3 separate regions of the Mus musculus genome follow, and regions 2 and 3 are each linked to region 1. The links are chromatin contacts, called in public HiChIP or PLAC-seq and promoter capture Hi-C maps. All regions are on one chromosome and are shown on one strand. The core of a region is the stretch at or near the end of the contact, and the rest is flanking DNA. Distances in the headings are between cores, read along the strand shown. Region 1 holds the start of Washc1 (WASH complex subunit 1). Region 2 has its middle 3.3 kb from the start of Gm35400. Region 3 overlaps Vapa (vesicle-associated membrane protein, associated protein A).

Region 1 (3,364 bases), core at 303-2,802:
TTATCAGTGCTCCCAATTTTAATTCAGGAAATTTGGCCAAACAACATTTTCAACAGTAAAATACTTACCTTGTGCGTCATACTGGCTGCGAATCAATTATCTAATTCAAAATTGTTATCAATCAGTATGTTTGGTCATTTCATACACAAAAATGCAAACCATTTTAAGATCTGTGTGTGTGTGTGTGTCCCCTAACTGACAGACATCTTGCTTGATACCCTGCCCTGTGTTTACTCAGGGGGTCCTGATGTGAAGAGAAAGACAAGAGATTCTGCCCTGAGCCCCAGCTTCATACAGCATCGTTGCTCATGTTCACAATAAACTCTGGAACTAGGCATCGCTATTGCAAAGACGTTGATGGCTCTCACTGGAAAAGTCTGGAGTGTCACCGTGCAGGACACTCTGAGCACTAACCATCTCCACTGGGACAAGTGTCACTTCCAAAGTGAAGTTCAAGATAGGCCTGTGGACTACTGACATCCTTTCATGGTGTGGGTCATGTTCTGCCCCTCCCCTCTGCACCTTCTGCCCGTTATATACAATAATTCTGCCCTAAGTGCACAACACCTAGTAACCTCAGTGTCCATACTAGTAAGGGGGACTCATCATCTATGCAGGGGGATTTTCTGGTGATTCTGCTGCTCTGGGAACCCCGCATTCTGCAAGTAAACCCAGTAAACTCAGGGGTTCCCCCAAGGAACCCCTTTGATGGACTTGTACTTTGGGTTGTCATTTGGGGCCCTGTAAGGAGTGGGTAGATGCCTGTTTTCGGTCCTGCCCACAAGGGGAATTTTCCAAACCATCTAAAATGGATTGAAGGCCACTCTACTTGTGGGGGGAAATAATAAATAGCTCAGAAGTAAACGTAATTTACTGTAAGTCGTGAGTTTTGTTCTGAGACAAAAATAATTCCTCCCTCCAGCAAATGACTACAGTTCTACCTTGGCCTCCAATCGTTTCTGTTTATTTTTCACTTGTCATGCATGCCATGAATACATAAACATTCCTCTCTTATACATTCTTACACACACACATGCCTGTCAAGTATCTATGTTGACAGAGACCGTGCTTGTTGTTTAGCATAAGTGAAATGTTTCTAAGTGATCGGTGCTTAACCCAGATCACCAACCCCCCCCCCCCATATGTGCGTGTCACCAGTGTAATTCGTAATTTCGAAAGTGCTCAGCACAACCCACCCGCACCGTGCAAGTTGTCCTCCCACGCCCTGCTCCCCCTAATCTTCAGGAAGCCACGGGGCCTCTTCTCTGCAGCCGGAGCTGCAGGGTGTGGGAGGAGCGGCAGGCCGGATCCCTACATCGCCTTCCCGGTCCGTCCGGGCCCGTCCCGCCCGGGAGCCCTCACTCGCCTCCAGCCGGTGGGCGGCAGGGTCGCGGCCTCCTCCCGGTCCTGCGCTCCCAGTCCGCCCCTCGCCCACCCTGCACACTTACCCCAAGGCGGCGTCCTCACGTGAGCGTCCCCGCCCCCCGGTGACCCGCACTCCCAGGTCCTAGCGTCCACCACTGTAAGCTCGGCTCTCCGACTTCCGGCTCTCCGGGCTGCTGGTGGGCGGGGCCTAGACCAGGAAGCCGCCCCACACTCTGTGCTTAACCTTTCCTGTCTGGGAGATTCAGGTCTCTCCTGTTACCGGCTCCAAGAAACCCTCACACTACATATGCACTATATAGGACATCAAGTGGAAGTTCTCCAAACGCCCGCTCTGTTCCAGCCATGCATACTTCAGTGGCTTAATTAATCTTTTAGAAGATCCTACCTTTCCTGTGTTTACCTCTAAAGGTAAAGTCCCTTAGTCTCCAACTTAAAAAAAAAAAAAAAAATCAACGTAGAAGCGATCAGATACGGTATGATTTGACCTGGAGTACACAAGTTCTGCGTAGAAACAAACTGGAATATTGCTTACTAGGAATGAGAAAGCAGTGCTGTAGATGGACAGTCTGTGTGTGTGTGTGTGTGTGTGTGTGTGTGTGTGTTTTGAGAGTGTTGGGGGCAGATGAGTCTCCCCTACTACCGCATCCCTTATTCTAGTTTTCAGACAGCCTTCTTACCGGCAGCAAGCCAAAGCCGTAGGGCCAAAGAAGCCACAGACAGCCCACAGCTGATGAGCTCTTAGTCGGTCAGCAGCCACATAAGAATTGCTGACAGAAATCCACCCCACCCCACGGCCAAAAAACAGCTGGGAGCAGCACTAGGCCTGCAAAGATTGCCATAGCAACCAGGAAATGATTTTAAAGATGTATGTGTACAGGACCTGGAAAAAGAGCTCAGAAGTTAAGAGTACTAACTACTGGCGCAGGGGATCCAAGATAGGTTGCAACACCCACTTTGATCTACTCAGTCACCTGTAACTCCAGCTTCAGCATGATCCAGTGCTCCCTTCTGTCTTCTTTGGATACCCTTACACACACACACACACACACACACACACACACACCACATACAGGAAGACACAGTGGGCATGTCCAGGATCCTACATATTGCCAGGTTATGCAGGGTCTCTGTCAGTTAGTGTTGTGGCCATCTAATGTTGAAAGCAATGTGCCGTGGGGAAGTTGTGAGCTATGTGCTTGTGGGGGAGGGAGGGGCTCCCTCTTTGGCAGCTGGGGAGTCTTCTGGAAGGCAGAAAGCTCTTGCAAGCAGGGTTGGTAACAATGTGATAGGGAATAATCATACAAAGTTGTCCTGTCCTCTCGTGGGGTCTGGGGCAGTCCTCCTGCATCAGTCTTTACCATCTGAGGTCAGAGAGATGATGAAGGACTGGGTGGGTGCACAGCCTTCAGTGCCCTCACCCGGAGCCAATGCTGTTGTTGTGCCCGGCACACCTTCATCCCACTGTGGGAATGGGTTGGTTTAGGATCTCAACGATCGACAAGCTAGCCTCCCTAATGATGGTGAAATGTTTCCCTAATGGTGGTGACATGCTTCCCCAATGGTGGTGACATTCTCCTTTGCTTTCCTCCGGCTCCATGTTCAAAAGGTTTAAAGTTTGGTTGTTTTTTTTTTTTGAAACAATCATACTATATAGCCCTGGCTGTCCTGGAACTGGCTAAGTAGACCAGGCTAGCCTCAAGCTCACAGAACTCCACTGGCCTCTCTTCCCCAAGTCCTGGGATTTTAAAAGTTTGTACCTCCACACCGAGCTATATTTAGGTTTTTAAATTAATAGTCTGGTAACACACGTGCACGTGCACACGCCAAGACGTTTTGGCGTTTTTCTGGGAGATGTGTGTTCCCAGGCTGTTGTTCCCTAGCCAGAAAGTCATGGAGACTAGTTTATACGGGTGTCAAAACTGGGTACGGCTGTTGTTACTTTGGGTACCATTACAGCAGTTTCGATGGTGACATTGAA
Region 2 (3,364 bases), core at 506-3,005, 550 kb after region 1:
ACAGTAGGAGATTAAGAAAAATGGTCTGGAGAGATGGCTCAGCAGTTAGGAGCACTGACCGCTCTTCCAGAGGTCCTGAGTTCAATTTCCGGCAACCACATGGTGGCTCACAACCGTTTGTAATGGGATCCGATGCTTTCTTCTGGTGTGTCTGAAGATAGCTACAACATACTCATATAAATAAAATAAATTAATAATCTTTGGACAAAAAAGAATAACTAAAAGTAAGTAGTAGTTTTAACAACCTAACAATGCACTATAATAATTGTGTGGATGTGGTACGGGTCCCTCAAAATACCTTGTTCCACTTTTCACCTTTTCCCTTAAAGGGGATTGATTATTTTGTAGCCTTTAAAAGGACATCTAACTTGCCAGCATTGCTATTTGAGCTGTGAGACCATTAGCAAGTAAAGATTACTTGAACATAGGCACTGGGATACTGGGATGTAAGGTTTGATAACTGAAACAGCTACCAAGTGACGTCAGAAGCATATGCTCTGTGGACACATGTAGAGAGAATAACTTGTATATTGTATGGATGCATCACCTGTCAATTAAAAAACCCGTGGCCTATAGGAAAGGGTAGAATAGAAGGTGGAACATCCGGGAGGCAGAGAGAATTCTGGGATGTGAGGAAGCACATGCGTGTTCCCTGCTTTGAGCACCCAAGGCAACTGAGGCACTGGCTGGCAGAACCAGATGCTATGTGTGTGAGGGTAGAGCTTTGTGAAAAGGAGCCAGATAGATCTCCTTCTAGCCAGGCACAGGGTATCACGTGGGAAGAGGAGAGGAGACAGAGGTAGCACAGGTAACCAGCTATATGGCAGAATGTAGACTAGAATAAATGGGGTAACTTATGATCTAGTCAGAGAAAAGGCTAGCAACATGGCCAAGGTATTTTTAAACATATTCCAAGTCTGAGTCTTATTTCTGGGAGGAAGAATGGAGACATAACTTCTACAGACAGGTATTTTGGACATATGCACTGTAGGCACACATTTTACAGAAGGGTGACTCATAGCTTGGGTTGTGTTTACCGCTCTAGAGTTGGTGGAACCTAGGAGAATGGGGTTCATAAACGAGGTGGACTGAAGTCTCCTGCAATAGCCAGCTTTATTCAGAGCACCGGGCAGTTAATCCTCTGAGGGTTAAGAAGAGTCATCTGACTAAACTGTACAGTCACAGCGGCAAGTCACACATGGCAAAAACAAGTTTTTTTTCAAGAGACACATAAACACGTAACAATAGCCAGTTGTAATGAATAAAGTAAACTTACTATATTCCGATGGGCAAACCTGGGAGGGGCTCAAAAGCACAACCCAAGAACAACTCCTTGCTTTTGAAGAAACTGAGGTCACACGACTCTTGTCTTGTTTTCTTGGAGTTTTCTCACAAGCACTCAGAATTCCCCTGGCATGACTTCATTCGTGCACTGTGTTCTGGCAGGGTGGGACAGTGGAGCGTCACCAGACTCCATCCTGCCACTTGGAATGGGGCGTCTATGTCCCATCTGCCTGCCTCCAGACATGGTGCTGTGCACATTTGTGCTGCTAACCTGTTGTCAACTGCAATTGCTGGCTAAGGGGAGAAAAACGCTTGGATAATGTTTTTTTTTTTTTAAAAATAACAGTAAATATTTAAAACACAAATTATTTGTTTCTAGAAATTTCTATTTAGCATTCCCAGAATGTCATTGGCTGTGACTGATGGTTTAGGCAGAAGACATTACTGTAACTATATTTGGTTGTCTGGCCCCCAGAGTCTTGCTAATTTTAGGCAAATGGCATTGCTAAATTTAAAGTATCCCCAGGAGGTAGTGGCATGCCTTCATCCAATGACTCCTTGTTATGTTTTAGGTCAGAGTCAGGTTTGTGGAATTTTCTGTAAGGACAGTAAAGGTTTGGTGCTCAAAGACAACACCAATACCCCGCCCTCCAGGGCGTCTCATTTTTACCTGGTGTTAAACTATGTGAAACTAAAACACACAGTTTTCATTTTTTTCTACTTAAGGCAAAGCCACCCAAACCAACTGTTGTAAAACTTGGTCCTGCCACTAGATGGCACTATGATCCTATTTCTCGAAGCCAAACGAATTCCAGGGCTGCTTAAATTTTTTCCCTTTTGCCTGAGAAATCTCTACAGAAATCTTTACCTCCATAATACCAAGTATTTCCTGATAAGTCATAAGACATTTATGTTAACAATTCTTTGATATATATAATCGTATCATTTACTACAGAGGAAAGCAAATTTGCACATCAGTGGGAGGGGTGTGCTTGTTTATTTTTACAGCATACTCAAGTCTTGGCAGGATATTTGATACTGCAGGGTGTGGGGCATTGTCACACTTTTCAGAATTTATTGGTGTTTTGACTTTATAATCCACCTCGAGTTGCCACTTTATATAAAAGTGTAGTGCAAATGGGAGAACTATGCTTAAGAACTGCAACTTCTGCTCCAATCACAACTAAAATTCATTTGACAACCGTTTAAACATGAAACTCAACACAGCACCTCAGTACACACACACACACACACTCACACACACACACTCACACACACACACACTCACACACACACACACACACTCACACACACACACTCACACACACACACACTCACACACACACACACACTCACACACACACACTCACACACACACACACTCTCACACACACACACTCACACACTCACACACACACTCACACACACACACTCACACACACACACTCTCACACACACACTCACACACACACTCACACACACTCACACACACACTCACACACACACACACACTCACACACACACACTCACACACACTCACACACACACACACTCACACACACACACACTCACACACACACACTCACACACACACACTCACACACACACACTCACACACACACTCACACACACACACACTCACACACACACTCACACACACACACTCACACACACACTCACACACACTCACACACACACACACTCTCACACACACACTCACACACACACTCACACACACACTCACACACACACTCACACACACACTCACACACACACTCACACACACACACACTCACACACAGAGCATCATGGGGCTACTGGAAGTTGGGATGGTGTGGAAGCCCGTTCTCTTCTTCCACTGTGTGGGTTCTGGAGACTGAGCGCATGTTGTTTTGGTAAAATGTCTTTACCTGGCATCTTGCCAGCCCTCAAACAGCAATTTTAAAAACCAAATGTTCTGCTCTAATAGTCAAACGCTATACTCATTTGATACTTACAGGATAAGGAACAATGGCAGTGAGATACTAAAGTTTCCTGTGATTAAGTGATTATGTTTGTAGAAGAGCAGGATGTTTGTATG
Region 3 (3,364 bases), core at 335-2,834, 520 kb after region 1:
AAATGAAACAGGCACTCCAAGTAAAAGCTTATTTCTCAAGGCTTGAACTAAGTTTTAAATTTTCCCACTTTTGTGAAATTGTTTTTTTTCTCATGTTAGGCATTAGGCACATTTAGTCTGTCTTTAAAAAGTCTTTGTCTCAGACAGTTTACCAACACTCAAAGTTTATTGTACATGGTTGGTGAATTTTCTAAATCTAGATTTCAAAGTATGACTGTTGCAAAGTTTTAAAAAACATAGTCTTTGTTTATGACTCAAACAGGTTAGAAGGTGACTCTGGTTCAGGGAGCTTGCAGCCAAGCTTGAAAATAGTTCAATCCCTTGAACCCACATGGTAGGAAAGCATTGATCCTGATGATGCTGTGCATGTAGACATACAGTCTAAGTGACAAATAAGGGAATGAAAAAGGCTAGATAAAAATAGGAAGGCTTTTATAATGTCTTTTCCTTCAGGCTTCTTGACTTTTCCCTCCCTTTTTGGTGCTGGTGGTTGAATGTGGGACTGTAGCCATGCTCCAGTAGTCTTCTTAGTGCTCTAGTTAAGATCATCAATATCACTCCTTTGACAAATAAAAAGCAAAAGCATAAAATAGATGTTTAAAAGGCCATTTAAAACCATTAAACAAGAAAACCATTACAAGACCATTAAAACAATTAAAATGCCTTCAAAATCAACAAGAAATTCTTGCTGTGAAACTTAGACTGTATAATCTGTTTTGGCTTTTCAGATGAAACCAAATAAGTTTATCTTCACATCTCACAGCCCGTTTTAAAAACAAAACAAAAAACTGAGGATATACTGGTTAAGTAGAGCTGGGTCAGCTTTTTGAATTCGTTTTGTTGAGTACAGAATTAAAGCTTTAAGACAAGACTTCGTATTTAGATAGAGCATATGACATACCACTCATAAGTACTTAATACACGTGCATGAATGAATTGAGACAAGTGAGTACTGTCAGGTTTTAGTTTTGTAGTTGGCCTGTGAACGTAAAGATTAGCACTGGTGAAGACCACTGGGGGACTTGTGTCAGTCATGTGATGTGTTATGAACATGCTATATGAGTACAGTTTGGCTGACAAGATGGCTCATTGGATGGAGATCCTTGTTGCTAAGCCTGAGGACTGGAGTTGGATTTTTGGACCCCACATAACGAAAGGAGGGCACCAGTTGTAAAAAGTTGTCTTCTGATCTCCACATACGTACTGTGACATGTACATGTTCATATGTGCAACACAAACATGATAAATGTAACCAAAATTAAAGAACAAAAATCATAGTTATTTTATGGATGAAATCATCAAAAGTTGAAAAAAAAGAGAGACAATTTTTGTTTTCTTTAGAAAAGTGGGATTGAGATTATATTAACTTAATCTTGAATTATGCTTTTGTTGTGACTCCAGTTAATCTTTTCTCTGTCTGCCCCTTACCTTTCAGGCCCCTTCACAGATGTAGTCACTACAAATCTTAAATTGCAAAATCCATCGGATAGAAAAGTGTGTTTCAAAGTGAAGACTACAGCACCTCGCCGGTACTGTGTGCGGCCCAACAGTGGGATTATTGACCCGGGGTCAATTGTGACTGTTTCAGGTAGTACTCCATGTCCTAGACCTTTGTAGGTTTGAATATTGACATTTCATGACTGTTGCATTTGATGTTTAGTGTTTTTATCTGTTTATTATTTGGCTTCAGTGTTTGTGTAAAGATGTTCCTTGGGTATCTTACCGTACAGACATTTTATTGAACCTTTCCTCCTCGAGACTTACGTGGGAGTGTATGATTGCCTAGGGTCAATTTGAAATGTTATCTATTCTGTATTTCCACAGCTTTCCACTGTAGCTTGTGTTCTTATTTATCTTTGAAATGGCACTGTTTTGTGATTAAATCATGTTCTGTGCATCTACAGAAGCGTTTGAGTCTTAAAAAAAAAATGCCTGTTTTGGGCCTACTTTTAAAATCAGATGAGTTTTTATTCCTTTCAGTGTAAATGACAACAGTGTCTTGTTCCTTGTTTATTGCTTACAGTAGTTCCTTCCATACACATCACGTATTCCTGCTGTGAGATCTACTGTGCTATCCAAATGTTCCTTTCTTAGACAGCCTTTCCAAGGAGACAGTACTTTGTAACACGTGCCATAGGTGGCAGGTCTGACAGCATGTGTGGCTCCATGAGACTTTAACTTGTGGGAAAACCTCTCTGTGCTCACACAGACTTACTCCTTTTTTTTTTTTTTTAAAAAAAAACAAAACAAAAAAAACAATAGCTTTCAACTCCTGCATTTGTTAATTACAAAAGGCTCAGGAAAAATGGATTATGTCATTACAGATCATGGAGTTAGAAATGTGTGTATTAAAATTCTTGGTGACCTGATAACTTAGGTGATCCCTAAATTTTAAGATAACTACAGCTTTTATTTTCAAGTTTATAGAATATTAAAATAGTAAGTTATTTAAGGCTCAGTGAGACTGTTTAGAAGTAGAACCTGACTGTAAATGTATCCAATATACATTAGTAATTACTGATTTGTTTATCACCTCATCTTGGATTTACGTAACATAAATTGAACTGGAGCCTTAAAACTTGGTACAGGCAACTCAGGTCTGGAGACGTAAAAGTGAATGCTATTGGGATCTGGGAATAAAGTCTAAAGACCAATCAGTTATCCTTTGTTTTCTTAAAATTAGATTTAAACAAATGAACACATTCTGAGTAATTGTTTAAAATCCAGTTTAAAAATAAGTTATATTAAAAGTGTCTAAGTTATCTAAATTAAAATCAACACAAAATGAATTTAATAATAATTGAAAGTTAAAAGGCTGCTTGTGCCTCTTGAGGATAATTTAAGTTTTTGAACCCATCTTGGTATGCATTAAGTTTGTGTGTTAGTGTGGTGGTATTAAATAGGACGTAAACTGTAGATGACAGTGTGCTTTCTCTGTTTATTTAGTAATGCTGCAACCCTTTGATTATGATCCGAATGAAAAGAGTAAACATAAGTTCATGGTACAGACAATTTTTGCTCCACCAAACATTTCAGATATGGAAGCTGTGGTAAGTGTAGAAGTTGTACAGAAGTTATTTTTGGAAATGTAGTTTAAACTTTGTTTAGCTCTCAACAATCCATATTTCCTTGCCAAAAATTAAATATCAGAACAAAATTAAAATTTAAACAATTAAAAGGTTTTGTTTTTTGATATATATTTTTTTCCAAGGCATGATTCGGCTTGTTCTGGAACTTTGTAGACCAGGCTGGCTTTGAACCTACAGAGATCCTCTTGCCTCTGCCTCTTCCATTGCTGGGATTGAAGGTGTGCTCCACTCACCATGCCTGAAATACTGTTCTTTAGAAACCATTTAGACATGCT

What was found. Promoter capture Hi-C pulls out the DNA fragments that hold promoters and counts their contacts. HiChIP or PLAC-seq counts read pairs in DNA pulled down with a chosen protein or histone mark.
Region 2: a contact with region 1 is called in a FOXA1 HiChIP or PLAC-seq map of pancreatic cancer cells. The contact joins the enhancer-like site here to the promoter of Washc1 in region 1. A contact is called at or near these places in 4 of 39 promoter capture datasets (the HPC-7 cell line, liver and pre-B cells), 1 of 484 Hi-C or Micro-C datasets (muscle stem cells), 8 of 115 datasets of contacts at active chromatin or transcription factors (astrocytes, bone marrow-derived dendritic cells, bone marrow-derived macrophages and 4 more) and 3 of 9 other capture datasets (adipose tissue, liver and pancreatic islet).
Region 3: a promoter capture Hi-C map of liver shows a contact between it and region 1, with 2.1 times the contacts expected there. The contact joins the enhancer-like site here to the promoter of Washc1 in region 1. A contact is called at or near these places in 16 of 39 promoter capture datasets (the 3T3-L1 cell line, 3T3-L1-derived adipocytes, the C10 cell line and 11 more), 20 of 484 Hi-C or Micro-C datasets (B cells, the G1E-ER4 cell line, cerebellum and 13 more), 12 of 115 datasets of contacts at active chromatin or transcription factors (the NIH/3T3 cell line, bone marrow-derived dendritic cells, bone marrow-derived macrophages and 8 more) and 2 of 9 other capture datasets (adipose tissue and liver).

The regions. Positions count from the first base shown.
Region 1 is chr17:66,109,734-66,113,097 of GRCm38.p6, reverse strand. It overlaps Washc1 (WASH complex subunit 1), which reads right to left and starts at 1,552. Exons shown (of 11, transcript NM_026833.1): 1 at 1,449-1,552.
Region 2 is chr17:65,561,647-65,565,010 of GRCm38.p6, reverse strand. No RefSeq gene overlaps it. Among named protein-coding and RNA genes, the nearest start is that of Gm35400, 3.3 kb to the right of the region's middle. Within about 2 kb of position 1,755, at least 30 of the 459 cell types and tissues checked have an H3K27ac peak or open chromatin away from gene starts, as enhancers often do. A contact at or near this core is called in pancreatic cancer cells, where this site is marked.
Region 3 is chr17:65,593,126-65,596,489 of GRCm38.p6, reverse strand. Vapa (vesicle-associated membrane protein, associated protein A) reads left to right here. Exons shown (of 6, transcript NM_013933.3): 2 at 1,436-1,588; 3 at 2,947-3,050. Among named protein-coding and RNA genes, the nearest start is that of Vapa, 19 kb to the left of the region's middle. Within about 2 kb of position 1,584, at least 3 of the 459 cell types and tissues checked have an H3K27ac peak or open chromatin away from gene starts, as enhancers often do. A contact at or near this core is called in liver, where this site is marked.